Regions from separate parts of the Mus musculus genome. Here regions 1, 2 and 4 are each linked to region 3. A link is a contact called in public HiChIP or PLAC-seq and promoter capture Hi-C data. All regions are on one chromosome and are shown on one strand. The core of a region is the stretch at or near the end of the contact, and the rest is flanking DNA. Distances in the headings are between cores, read along the strand shown. Region 1 holds the start of Rapgef2 (Rap guanine nucleotide exchange factor (GEF) 2). Region 2 overlaps 4921511C10Rik (RIKEN cDNA 4921511C10 gene). Region 3 holds the start of Etfdh (electron transferring flavoprotein, dehydrogenase). Region 4 overlaps 4921511C10Rik (RIKEN cDNA 4921511C10 gene).

Evidence for each region. HiChIP or PLAC-seq counts read pairs in DNA pulled down with a chosen protein or histone mark. Capture Hi-C pulls out chosen DNA fragments and counts their contacts.
Region 1: a contact with region 3 is called in a promoter capture Hi-C map of adipose tissue. The contact joins the promoter of Rapgef2 here to the promoter of Etfdh in region 3. A contact is called at or near these places in 11 of 39 promoter capture datasets (the C10 cell line, the HPC-7 cell line, cranial neural crest and 8 more), 1 of 484 Hi-C or Micro-C datasets (CD4 T cells), 9 of 115 datasets of contacts at active chromatin or transcription factors (acute myeloid leukemia, astrocytes, bone marrow-derived macrophages and 5 more) and 3 of 9 other capture datasets (adipose tissue, embryonic stem cells and liver).
Region 2: a contact with region 3 is called in an H3K27ac HiChIP or PLAC-seq map of thymic regulatory T cells, with 7 times the contacts expected there. The contact joins the enhancer-like site here to the promoter of Etfdh in region 3. A contact is called at or near these places in 14 of 39 promoter capture datasets (the C10 cell line, the HPC-7 cell line, HPC-7-derived erythroid cells and 10 more), 1 of 484 Hi-C or Micro-C datasets (bone marrow), 13 of 115 datasets of contacts at active chromatin or transcription factors (the 230-238 cell line, Th17 cells, bone marrow-derived macrophages and 8 more) and 3 of 9 other capture datasets (adipose tissue, liver and macrophages).
Region 4: an H3K4me3 HiChIP or PLAC-seq map of bone marrow-derived macrophages shows a contact between it and region 3, with 5 times the contacts expected there. The contact joins the enhancer-like site here to the promoter of Etfdh in region 3. A contact is called at or near these places in 4 of 39 promoter capture datasets (the C10 cell line, the HPC-7 cell line and pre-B cells), 1 of 15 datasets of contacts at CTCF or cohesin (the NIH/3T3 cell line), 16 of 115 datasets of contacts at active chromatin or transcription factors (T-cell acute lymphoblastic leukemia, bone marrow-derived dendritic cells, bone marrow-derived macrophages and 10 more) and 3 of 9 other capture datasets (adipose tissue, liver and macrophages).

The regions. Positions count from the first base shown.
Region 1 is chr3:79,144,393-79,147,275 of GRCm38.p6, forward strand. It overlaps Rapgef2 (Rap guanine nucleotide exchange factor (GEF) 2), which reads right to left and starts at 1,354. Exons shown (of 24, transcript NM_001310536.2): 1 at 464-1,354. The coding sequence starts at 523.
Region 2 is chr3:79,227,392-79,230,197 of GRCm38.p6, forward strand. The region is part of intron 1 of 4921511C10Rik (RIKEN cDNA 4921511C10 gene); the gene reads left to right. It also overlaps a transcript of Rapgef2 not described here. Among named protein-coding and RNA genes, the nearest start is that of 4921511C10Rik, 16 kb to the left of the region's middle. Within about 2 kb of position 1,485, at least 69 of the 459 cell types and tissues checked have an H3K27ac peak or open chromatin away from gene starts, as enhancers often do. A contact at or near this core is called in the HPC-7 cell line, Th17 cells, bone marrow and 3 more, where this site is marked.
Region 3 is chr3:79,627,341-79,630,084 of GRCm38.p6, forward strand. Etfdh (electron transferring flavoprotein, dehydrogenase) reads right to left here and starts at 1,427. Exons shown (of 13, transcript NM_025794.2): 1 at 1,178-1,427. The coding sequence starts at 1,211. It overlaps 4930579G24Rik (RIKEN cDNA 4930579G24 gene), which reads left to right and starts at 1,739. Exons shown (of 2, transcript NM_029482.1): 1 at 1,739-2,016. The coding sequence starts at 1,837.
Region 4 is chr3:79,247,043-79,249,742 of GRCm38.p6, forward strand. It overlaps 4921511C10Rik (RIKEN cDNA 4921511C10 gene), which reads left to right. Exons shown (of 3, transcript NR_045502.1): 2 at 1,135-1,519. It also overlaps a transcript of Rapgef2 not described here. Among named protein-coding and RNA genes, the nearest start is that of 4921511C10Rik, 35 kb to the left of the region's middle. Within about 2 kb of position 1,294, at least 65 of the 459 cell types and tissues checked have an H3K27ac peak or open chromatin away from gene starts, as enhancers often do. A contact at or near this core is called in the HPC-7 cell line, the NIH/3T3 cell line, T-cell acute lymphoblastic leukemia and 2 more, where this site is marked.

The DNA.
Region 1 (2,883 bases), core at 104-2,603, 480 kb before region 3:
AATCAATAGCCAGAGCCCCCACCCTCCCACCCACCTCCACGTGCATTCCTTGCCAGATTCCCATGGGCCAGAACCTCTTATAATGATTCACTAAATTCAACCAAAACTGGTTTCTCAAACTGCTTGGGCATTTACTGAAAACTATATTATTTTCTAATGACAAAAAAAAATAATAATTAGCTGTCTAGTATTTCTCAATGTTAGTGGTCCTGTTTAAATGAACTGTTGGTCTTGCTTAAGATTTTCAGAAATCACAGAAAATCGGAAGAATGAGTGAGCTGTAGCTCACCCTCCCTCCCTCCTTCCCTCCCTCCTCTGAGCAGAGGATCTCTCTCTACCCTCTAAAACACTGCTTCCCCTGGAGAAGAGCAACGCTCCATGGAAAAGAACTCCCTGCCTGCTCCCCACATCGCCTGCCCCCCAGCCAGGCAGCCCACGATGCCGGCAGCGCCTGGATACTTACAGACTGCTTCTCCTGCTGGCCCAGAACTCCATGGTTAGCAGGCGCGGCCAGTGGTTTCATAATGAAGAAACATATGCTGAACTGAATTTACACATCATGTACCAACCTCTCACGACGGCAAGTCACCCTCTACAGCATGAAATTAAAAGAAAAAGAGGGGAGGAAAAAAAAAAAGAGGGAGGAGGGAAAACCAGGCTGCAGCTTAAAGTGTCACTACTGGTGAGCCTAAAAACCCTTCACACTTGTAGACAGAAAAGGAATCTGAACGACAGGGCTCGGCTCCATTTTTATCACACTGAAACTCTAACCCTCGGAGGCTCTGACAAGGCTGAGGGAACCTCACCCAGCCTTCAGGCTTCTGATAGAACGAGATCATTTCTGAGGCTGAAGAACAAGAGGCAAAAGAAAAGGGGGGAAAAAAAAGCTAAAATGGCTGACTGCACACAGACTCCCCTCCAAAAGGCTTAATACAGAATTATATTAGCCAGGGTGGTGAAAAGCTAGTCTCTAGCATTCAGCCAAGCATTGTTAACACTCTTGTTTCATTTGCAATCACACATACAGACCCCTCCAACCAAGGAAAAAAAAGAGAGGAAGAGAAAAAAAAATCAGGGCAGAGCGTGTGAATCAGGACCTCCTCCCTAGCTGCTAATGATGCTGACAGTGGTGACCAGTGATCTCTGTCCCACTCCACTAACCAAGTTTACACAATTAATCTCAGCAGTATGACACTGATGGACATTTAATTTAATGATGTCTGTCCCTCACACTCAACACAAGCATGCCTGCTAGCCGGAGTCACTGACAGAAACATGGAACATGCACACACACACACACACACACACACACACACACAATCTCAAGAATCATGAGTCTGAATGCAATACACCAATATAATTACATTATTGTGCTTACTTTGGAGGACCATGGCTGCAGGCAGTTGGCATAGCAACGCACAAGGAAAGCCATTTCCTGGGTAGAGAAAGCTTCCTTTTCTAAATAAAAAAAAATCCCTCTTAGGAAACAAACGGCATTGCTGCTTCCCGCAGAAAGCAAGACACTGTAGTCTGTCTCTTAACCTGCAAGCCTCACACTCGCTGAGGTTCTAGTGATGTAAGTGGGTTTCTCTCTCTCCCTCCCTCTCCCCATATACGCTGAAATATTCAGCTCAAACGGTACACACGTTCCTTAAGGCTCGCCCCCTCCTCTACTTAACCATTTCACTCATTAAGGTAGCGATGGACAATTCAGATAAAGTAACAAGCTCTTGCCTGTATTATATCAGCGGCTGTAGGTTAAGCAAGTCTCAGAGGGATGGAATCCATTGATTGCTGACTCCAAATAATATCACTGAAGACAGGGTGGGAAAACGGAGCAAGGACTTACTTGAACAGCTTTGAACTAAAATATGAATTTTTTTTTAACCAAGGTGGGGAGAAAGGAATCAATGTGACCTCTGCCCCACCCTCAAGTATTATTGTGCCATAGTAAATAAGACTGTCTTAAAATTTATAAAATGCAGGCTTAGCAAGCTTTGTTAAATTTAGAAGATGAAATCACACACACACACACACACACACACATATACACACACACACACACACACACACACACACGCACGCACGCACAGATGCACATATGGTCGTGTCAATAATATTATAATAAACCACCTGGGTTGTTTTTTTTTTTAAACAAACCAAACTTCTAGAGGTGGAACTGAAATTAATGAAGAAATGTTATTCTCCCACGGTCTTAATTTCACCTACGCACACAGGTTACCTGGGAGGAGGCTGCATTACAGCTGACGAGGAATAAAGACACTTCCATCAGCTCTCACAAGCAGCTACACTTTTGAATGGAAGAGAGGACAGAAAGCAGTTATGGAAAACATGTCATCTCTTACAGTGGCCTTTGGCACTGTCAGGGATTCCTACTGGGTCTCTTGTCTATCTGAAGACCGTATCCATCCTCTTCTCTCTTCCCCTCCGTAACAAAAGGCAATTATTCTTTCCAATCATGATGGGAGATTCTTCTCCCTGCCTCCCACCCACTTCTTACACTTCTTACATTACTCATTACCTAATCGCCACAGATTTGAACATACTGCTCCCAACCAAAGATCTGCCCTGTCAACTTTTAAACGTCCGTGCCTCTCCTACCTCAAAGGCAAAATTAAACTAGATTCCTCCTTAGACACAATTTCCTATGTCTACAGACATTCTCTTCCCACACTTCACAACCAAATCTTGCAAGAATTCCTCATTTTCGACTTTCCCTGTTTTTCCATCCTGTATGTTATGCAGATAAAAAGCCGCTTGGATCTGGTACAGGGTTATACATGTTTGAAGCATGTTCAACACCCGTTCCTCCTGATATCCATTACACTGTTTCTAGTTTTCCTTCATCTAAGTTTCTCTTCA
Region 2 (2,806 bases), core at 235-2,734, 400 kb before region 3:
GAAGAGAGAAAGGACAGTTATGGGGGAGGAAGGAAGGCTGAGGAGATGCTGGTCGGTTTCAGTCAGATGAAAGACTGCATTCAGGAGCTCCTGCACAACATGGGTACTTTGGTTAGTAACTGTGTGTCGCTGTGTGTCACACACTCTTGAGGATCACTGAACTCGTTGTCAGTGCTCACCACAAAAAGGCAAGCATGTGAGGTGGTGTGTGTGGGTAGCCTGGGACTTCCTTCACCTTTAACATATTCAATCTCAAAGCATACTCATCTAACGGAAAGTCCTTTAAATGTAGAGAGCGGGATTTGAAAAGTATTAAATACGTAATGCAATATAACCTGTATCTTTGCTAAGACCGTAGCAACCTCCACTTCATCTGAGGCTCAAAATAAGGGATCCAAACTCCATCTGGCCCCGTGGCTTCCTCTCATCCATGGTCACGCATGCTCACTGTGTGCTCTGTGGAAGCACTGCACCAGGATGTTGCCTCACAGACAAGCAAATGGCACAATATACTTAGACCAAAGAAACTCGGTCTATAAGGACAGATAGTAGATCCTCACCAACAGCTACAACGAGGATAGGAATTTAGCTGGGAATTACGGCAGTAGACGGGAAAGTTTTCTGACTCCGAATCCAACCACTGCCCCTGCCTCACATCATGGCCAGCATGCATCAGAACTCACGCAATCTCTCGCCCAGCCTTTGGTCCTAAGCTTCTCCCAAGCACATTACTTGGGGGACGAGGGGGTCATAAGTACCCAGAAACTCTCCTTCCATTGACAACTTGTTATTGGTTACCTCCCACAAATTAAGAAGTGGGAGTATACCCTGCATTTAGCACCAGGTCTTTATAGAAGCAAGGTAGCTTCCAAAGTGTATTTTTATTGAGTTATTTACGTTGTTAGAAATAAAAAAATACACTAACACTGATAGAATAAAATAATACTAAAATTGTACTAACAAATTTGCATGGCCTTGGACATAAAACCCAGCTTAGCAAAGCCATGCTGTGCTGAACATGTAGGAGACCTGGCCTTCCAGTGCCCTGTGCCTCTTATTGCCTCCAGGGCTGAGAGCAAACTACACACAAGGAACAAAGGAGAAAAGGGAACAAGAGAGGACAGGACTGGATCCTCTCTACTGACTGGTCATTCATGGTCTGGTGCTCACTGTTTACAGTACTGACAGCATATGTATTGAACAAGTGTAGTACTGGACATGTACAGTACTGGGTCCTTATAGTACTGGGTGCTTGGTATTGAATATATGTGCTTTTGAACACAGCATGTTCTTTTGGATATTCATGGTGGTAAGCCTTCACCATTCCTAGGGAAATCTGGCACTTGAAAATATCCCTTCACCCAGAACTTGAAGCTGTTTAATTAAATTCATCTAGTTCCAAAAGCCCGATATAATGATATGAAAAGGAACTTCCCTTGGGACTATGCAACTACACTAACCCCAAATCGTTCTCGAAACATCTTGAGCAACAGCATCAGAGGTTTACAAACCACTTGGCCACATGACAAATTAAAGATTAGCAGACACGTATTTAAACTTCACTTCATTATAGCTGATCCACAAAGAAATGCAACCATCATTAAATAATTAAATACACACCCCTTATTCTTCTGAAACAAGGGAACTATATTATATACATTAATATGCATGTAACCTCTACAAACCCTGGCTTAATTATGCCAGTGAGAATTCCATCAAAAATACACATTCTACTCAAAGCAACTATCTTGTAAGTAAAAATATAAAAACCTGACGTGCCAAAGGGGTAAGTAGGCGGGGCCTCAAACTCCACACTCTACCTCCCAAATGAGCAGGCTGCTTCTTCACTATTAGTACTCTGGGTACAAATCAAATTCTTATACATCAAAACATGCAAAAGTACAGAATAAGTGTTTTTTTTTCCTTTTCTGTCTCTTTGGTGTGTCTTGTCTGAAATGCACATCATTTAAGCACATAGAAACTGCACATGAAATCACACACTCACATTTTTTTAATCTATTGGTGCTGTTCTCTGGTTTTTTTTCCAATTCTCACATAAACTGTAGCTGTCGGAATCAATTAGCATACAAAGACAAGATTGCTGTCCAGCTATGATGATATACTAGGACAGAATCAGAGGAAAAAGCAGTCACAAGGGGAAGTCTGTGCGGCTGTGCAAGGACGCTGAGGAAGTGTGCAAGTGCTGAGCAGCCATTCCTGCCCCTTCCACCTTCCCAAGGGTCTCTTCGAAATTCACACTGAATTTCCACACAATAAGAAACAGCCACTCCCTCGGCATTCTCCCACCTTTCAGCAGGTCTAAATGCCCCACCTGTTGCTCCCATACTCAGGGTCCTTTTTTTGTAACCTCATGCATTTCCTATTGTATTTCTCGTCCTTGGAGGCTTGGACTGTTTCAACACACCTTTCTTTTCCTGTCATACACAACAAAAATAGTAAGAGACCCAACCCAGCATTCTGGGCTCTTTCCTCTCTCCCTGCATATCCCTAAGTAGGAGCAGGCATTCATCAGTGTTCGTCCCAGCCCCAGGCTCTCCCAGAAGCTCTTCCCACCCGCACCCCAGTCCAACTAGACAGAACTCAGCCTCTGAGCCCTATCTAGCTCATCACTCCTCCAATCTCCTTAACATTTATTTGTATATCATACATTCATATTTTGTGGTATTTGTATTAGTCAGGGCTCTCTGGAGTCACAGAACTTATGGAATGTCTTTCTATAGTGAGGGAATTTATTGTGATTTAGAGTCTGTAGTCCAACTAACCCAACAATGGTCAGCTGTGAATT
Region 3 (2,744 bases), core at 177-2,676:
TTCAAACATACTATCATCATTTAAAAGGTATTTATTATACCCTGTAGTTTACCATATACAAGTTATCATTTACTTCTGAAAATTCATTCTATTATTTGTACAGCTACTAATTTGCTCGAGAACAGTTGGAACCGTGGCCTCTGATTCCCACCAGAGAATTTTAAAAAGGTATAACGTTTATTCCTTTGCTTAAACGAGCATGGTATCTCTCATGACCCATCTGAACATTTAGGCATAAAGACAGAGTTCCAGTAGAAAGCAAAGTCAGAGTCACTGAACACCGGATCAGCCATACACGACATACTTAGCACATTTAGTTGTCACCACTAGAGGTAACACTGAGTAATGAAAATGTAACAAATTAGCGTTTAAAGAAAAGTCACTGACTAGATCCAAGACTGCATCTAAATTAGACTGTAAACTGATGGCTCTCAAAGCATACCATCTTCTGTGGATAATAGATGCTTGGTTTGAATATACACCATATTGTTTAAACAAGTATACAAATACTTGTTTAAAAATCCCACAGCCAAATTAACTTCAGTAAAGATTTATATTAAGCCAGTTACAACAGAATTCAAGATCCTCTAAACTTCTGTTTGAACGAGGGGGTTGTTTTTAAGTAAAAACTTAAAACTATCCTGCAACTGCTTTAAGAAACACCCATAACAGAAACGCCTGGTGTTAACTCTGGATAATGCAGAAAAAATTCCGACTCCAGACATAATTGGTAATATATGAGTTAATACGATATGAGAGCTCAGACTTCAATTAAGATTAGACTATTATGGCTGCAAAGTCAGGTCAGAGCCAAGGCGAAAACCCACACAAGTTTTTCTTTCTTTCCCATTCCTAATAAGGCGGCAGATAATACCTGAGCCTTGAGGTAAAGATTAGGAGCGGCATTTGGGGGAACTCCACCGAGGGGGCAGTGTTGACAATTTTCTCTTCTCATGACCTTTAACCTAGATGATAATTCTGCCAACTGGGGCAACTCCAAGGTCGGTAAGGTAGGGTCGGCCACCAGGCGCTGACAGCATTGACCTTTGCCCTAGTTTAGCCTAAGACAATAGACAAGGAAAGAGATGCTGGCAGTACCCCGGGTGTGGCCCCAGTCTTGTTTTGTCCCAACTTATCCACCTTGCTCCTTCTGTCCCCACCAGGAGTTTCGTCTCACCAGGGCAGGACAGCTTGGTTAGTCGCACCAACATGTTCAAAGTGACCCGGAGACTTGACCAGATACAAAGGAGAGAGGCGTGGGTCTGCGGCTTGCCGAGGGTGCTGGACTTCTAGGCTACGAGGGGCGCCATCACCTGCCAAGAAGCCCCGACTGCTCAGCTTCTGTCAGCGTCTGGGCTCTGCCGACCGCCCTTGCTTCGCGGCGTACCCGCCCCTCTTCTGCTTTGCGCCGGCGCCACAGAGGACACGAAGGCCAGTAAGGTTTCCGGGTCACATACAAGCCAGGAAAAGGCAGAAGACTCCATCTCCCAGTCATCCTCAGCCAGGAACCTAGTGTGCAGAAGAGGCCGACAAGCTCTCGCGTGTGCGCATGCGCCCTAGAAGCATAGCGAGGCTGATTTGCTAGGCATTCTGGGAGTTGTAGTGTTTAGCTCCTGGAGCTGTGCGCAGGAGCCTGGTGACGCCTGGCTTGATATCTGATTGGCTGTCTGGAAAAAATGAGACGTACTTGGGGTCCAGGGCAGAGACAAACGAGAAGATGGGGCGGGACTCCGTGTGGGAGGAGGCGGAGCCTATGGGCTTTGGGCGCGAGCGGTCGAAAGGCAGTTGGTGAGGGTTCGGTTGCTTGATCCGGTCCAGTAGCCCCAGCTCACTCCCATGGCTGACTCTGAGGAGTTTCGGGCTTCTTCGCCGCCGCCGCCGCCTCCCTCATCTCCGTCGTCAGGCGCCTCTTCGTCGTCCCTCAGCATGCCAGTGAGTTTGGGCTGGCGGGATCCGAGCAGGAGTCCCGGTCCAACCGTGGACCCGCTGGAGCAAGTGGAGCTGCAGATCGGAGACGTGAGTGTCGCCGTTGCGGCTGAGAGCTGATTGCAGCTAGGGTGCTCCTGCCTGCGGTTCTTGGAGTTGAGGGCTAGCCTCGGCTCTCTCTTCCCGCATCTTTCTTTCCTTCTCCTTCTGCTAGCGGTCATCCGCAGCCCCGCTGCCAGGATCCTCTCTCCGCCTCCTCCCATCCCTCGGAGCACTTTGGGCGGTCATAGCTTGCCTCCTTGCCCATTGGTGCTTTCTAAGGGACTCGAGCTTGTGCTTCTAGTTGGCCACCAGCCCAGGGCCAGCTGGTGATGCTGTTGTGTGTCGCTTACTTGGCTCTGTGTTGGACTTGAGTGGACCAGGGCTAATCACAGCCGGCAGATGGATTTGATAGGACAGTTTAGAACAGAATCTTGCAATGCAAAAATTCTGTAAAGTTTTTGTTCAATCTCGAATTCCCAGAAATAACTTCCTGACCCCAACACGTATAACGCTGAGGGGTTGGAGGGTCACAGCGGCACTTTATTTATTTATTATTAGGTATTTTCCTCATTTACATTTCCAATGCTATCCCAAAAGTCCCCCATACCCTCTCCCACTCCCCTACCCACCCACTCCCACTTTTTGGCCCTGGCGTTCCCCTGTACTGAGGCATATAGAGTTTGCCAGTCCAATGGGCCGTTCTTTCCATTGAAGGCCGACTAGGCCATCTTTTGATACATATGCAGCTAGAGTCAAGAGCTCCGGGGTACTGGTTA
Region 4 (2,700 bases), core at 44-2,543, 380 kb before region 3:
GTAACAAATTAAAGCACAGTTCTTTGTTCCCTCAAACACTAAACAAACAGCTAACATATATGCTTCCTTCCTTCCACGTACTGAAATGTGTTCACCTTATTGTAAAGTTGGCTAATTCTCAACTGAATTTAAAATCAAACCTTCACTTATAAGTTTACATAGCATCCTTCCTGGAACGCCCTACCTTTCTTCTAAAGTCTAGATAGATCCTTTCTTAAAGAAACAGCAAGATTCGATGTCAGGGTTTGGGGGTGGGGATGCTATACATGCCAGGAAAAGCTCAGCCCTCCTGTGCTGATAGTTCCTCACCATATACAGACACTGGAGGCTCAGTCTAAAGAAAAAAGGATCTAAAGAAAAAGGACCCCTCTAGTCTCTAACTATATTCCTCAATTACTAAGCCATGTCATACTCAGCCAGGAATGGTGGTGCATGCCTATAACCCTAGCACTTGAAAGACAAGAGGCTGAGGCAGGATGATCACAAGGTCGTGGCTAGACATGACTACTACTACATGACTCTGACTCTCCTGGCCCCTTACCGCACATGCACACATGGCCACACAAACATGTCCACACATGCGCACACGCGCACATACAATTGACTGATTTTAATATTTAATAATAAGGCATCCTCATCTGTGTTTCTGTAAAGTGAGGAACAGCAGTCCTCAGACTAAGCTCCAAATTAAAATCGCCCAGGGAAGCTTCAAAGGCCCAGCCGCTGCCTGGGAATACAGTTCCGGGACGAGTACTTGCCCACTGGGTGGGGTCCCGAACTAGCTACCTGTCAGCACAGAACTAAAAATAAGAGAGTGTCATGCATGCCTTGACAGCACAAGTACCTACACTTAGCACGTGCCAGTCTGTGCACATCTGTTTCTGGTTCTGTGAGGGGATGCTAGAAGGAACATCCCAGAAGCAACAACACTCCCTGCACCCTGGTGCTAGAAAGAACCTGTCTTCTTTCAAGATCTCCCTGGTCCTAGGGCTGGACTGGAAAATGAGCCCACAGCACTGTGTGGACAGGAATGCGCTGAAAGGGCTGGGAAAGTGTGAGAAATACCATGTAATGTGATAATCTAGAGTCACTATGCCCAAATCCATGCTGAGATGAATAAAATCTAATTCACAGAATTCAAATGCGGTACTGCAGTCTACACGGACGCTCCATCCTCCCTCCAGGAAGGAAGCTTAACTCTCCACCCCTTGAGAGACTTGCATCCAAAGGACAGAAGCTCTGGTCAGGGCATGTTCTGAAAGAGACGTGACAAGTGCTAACTCAGCCAGCAGTCATGGTCTGCACCAACAATGTGAAGCGGGAAGTGGTTTCTTTATATCTGTGATCTCAGGAGCACCCATAACCACGGCCCATCGAGGAGGAAAAACATCAGAGAAATGCCAAAGGATGGATATCTACCACTAATCCTCAGGTTGTCAAAGAAAACGCAGGTCGGAAGAGTCAGCCGTCTGAGAAGATAAGGCACTGACTGAAGGGTCCGGAGTACAAGGATAAACCGGTAAGGAAACAGTAGGATTTAATACAATCCAAGCTTGGTTAACGAAATACGCCAATGGCCATCTTAATAATTCTTCAACAGCTTACATTCTGTACCTAATGTGAATCCATAAAAGTTAGGGTGTCCCATGAATCACTTATAAACTCATAGCCACACTGGATTTCCAACATTGTATACTTAGTATATATATGTATTGCATGCTTGCTGAGCATGCAGAGGCCCTGTGTGCTGTGGTGCAGCCTGTAAGTCTCAGCACTACTGTAAGGTGGAGGAAGGAAGACTGATGTAGAGAGCAAAGCTACCCTGGGCTACAGTGTGACACAGTGACAAAAAAAAAAGAAAGAAAAAGAGAAAGAGAAACAATTGTTTTTAAAAAGTCATTCTAACAACCTTGTAAAACCTCTTTGATAAGCAGTTTTACGAAGATATAACGTCTGACTCAGCTACAGCGACTGTGAAGGTAACCACGCTGATCACACAGCTTACAGCTCTTCACACAGAACAGTCTGTGTGTGGCATAGAAAACCAGTGGAGGGCAGATGTCAGTCAGCACTGGGGGTCCTCTTCAATCCCACTGCACTGCATTGACCAAGTCAGAGTATCTCACTAAACCCACACAGCTCGCCCATTCAGCTAGTCTGGCTAGCCAGGGTGTGCCAAGGGTCTTCTACCCAAGTGCTGGGGTAACAAGTGGGCACACACACTCTCAGCCTTTTATGTGAGTTGTAAGGCTCCAAACTCTGGTCCTCTCAAATGCACAGCAATGGTCTTAATCACTGAGCCAACTCCCCAGAGCTCCCTAAACAAAGCTCAATGCACATCTATTCCACAGACTTCCCAAGACTACACAGGAAAGGCTTCCACCAAAAGTAGAACAAACACCAGCATTTTTCAAAAGCAAAATTAGAAAAAATGAAAATATGGAGATTAGGGGAAACAGAAATAGAAAGGAAAAAAAAATCCTCCTGACTTATTACAAAATGCATAAGGATTCTTGTTTTTATAATAAATATCTATGTTGATAAAACAGGCTCAGTGAACAAATAATGTACGCCCTTCCCTATTGTTGGGATCCATTCTCACAACACTTGAAAACCATTTTGGTTTGGGCTTTTCATTATGTATTGGTTTGTTCTTTGAAACAACATCTCCCTATGGAGCTCAGACTAGACTCCTGCCTC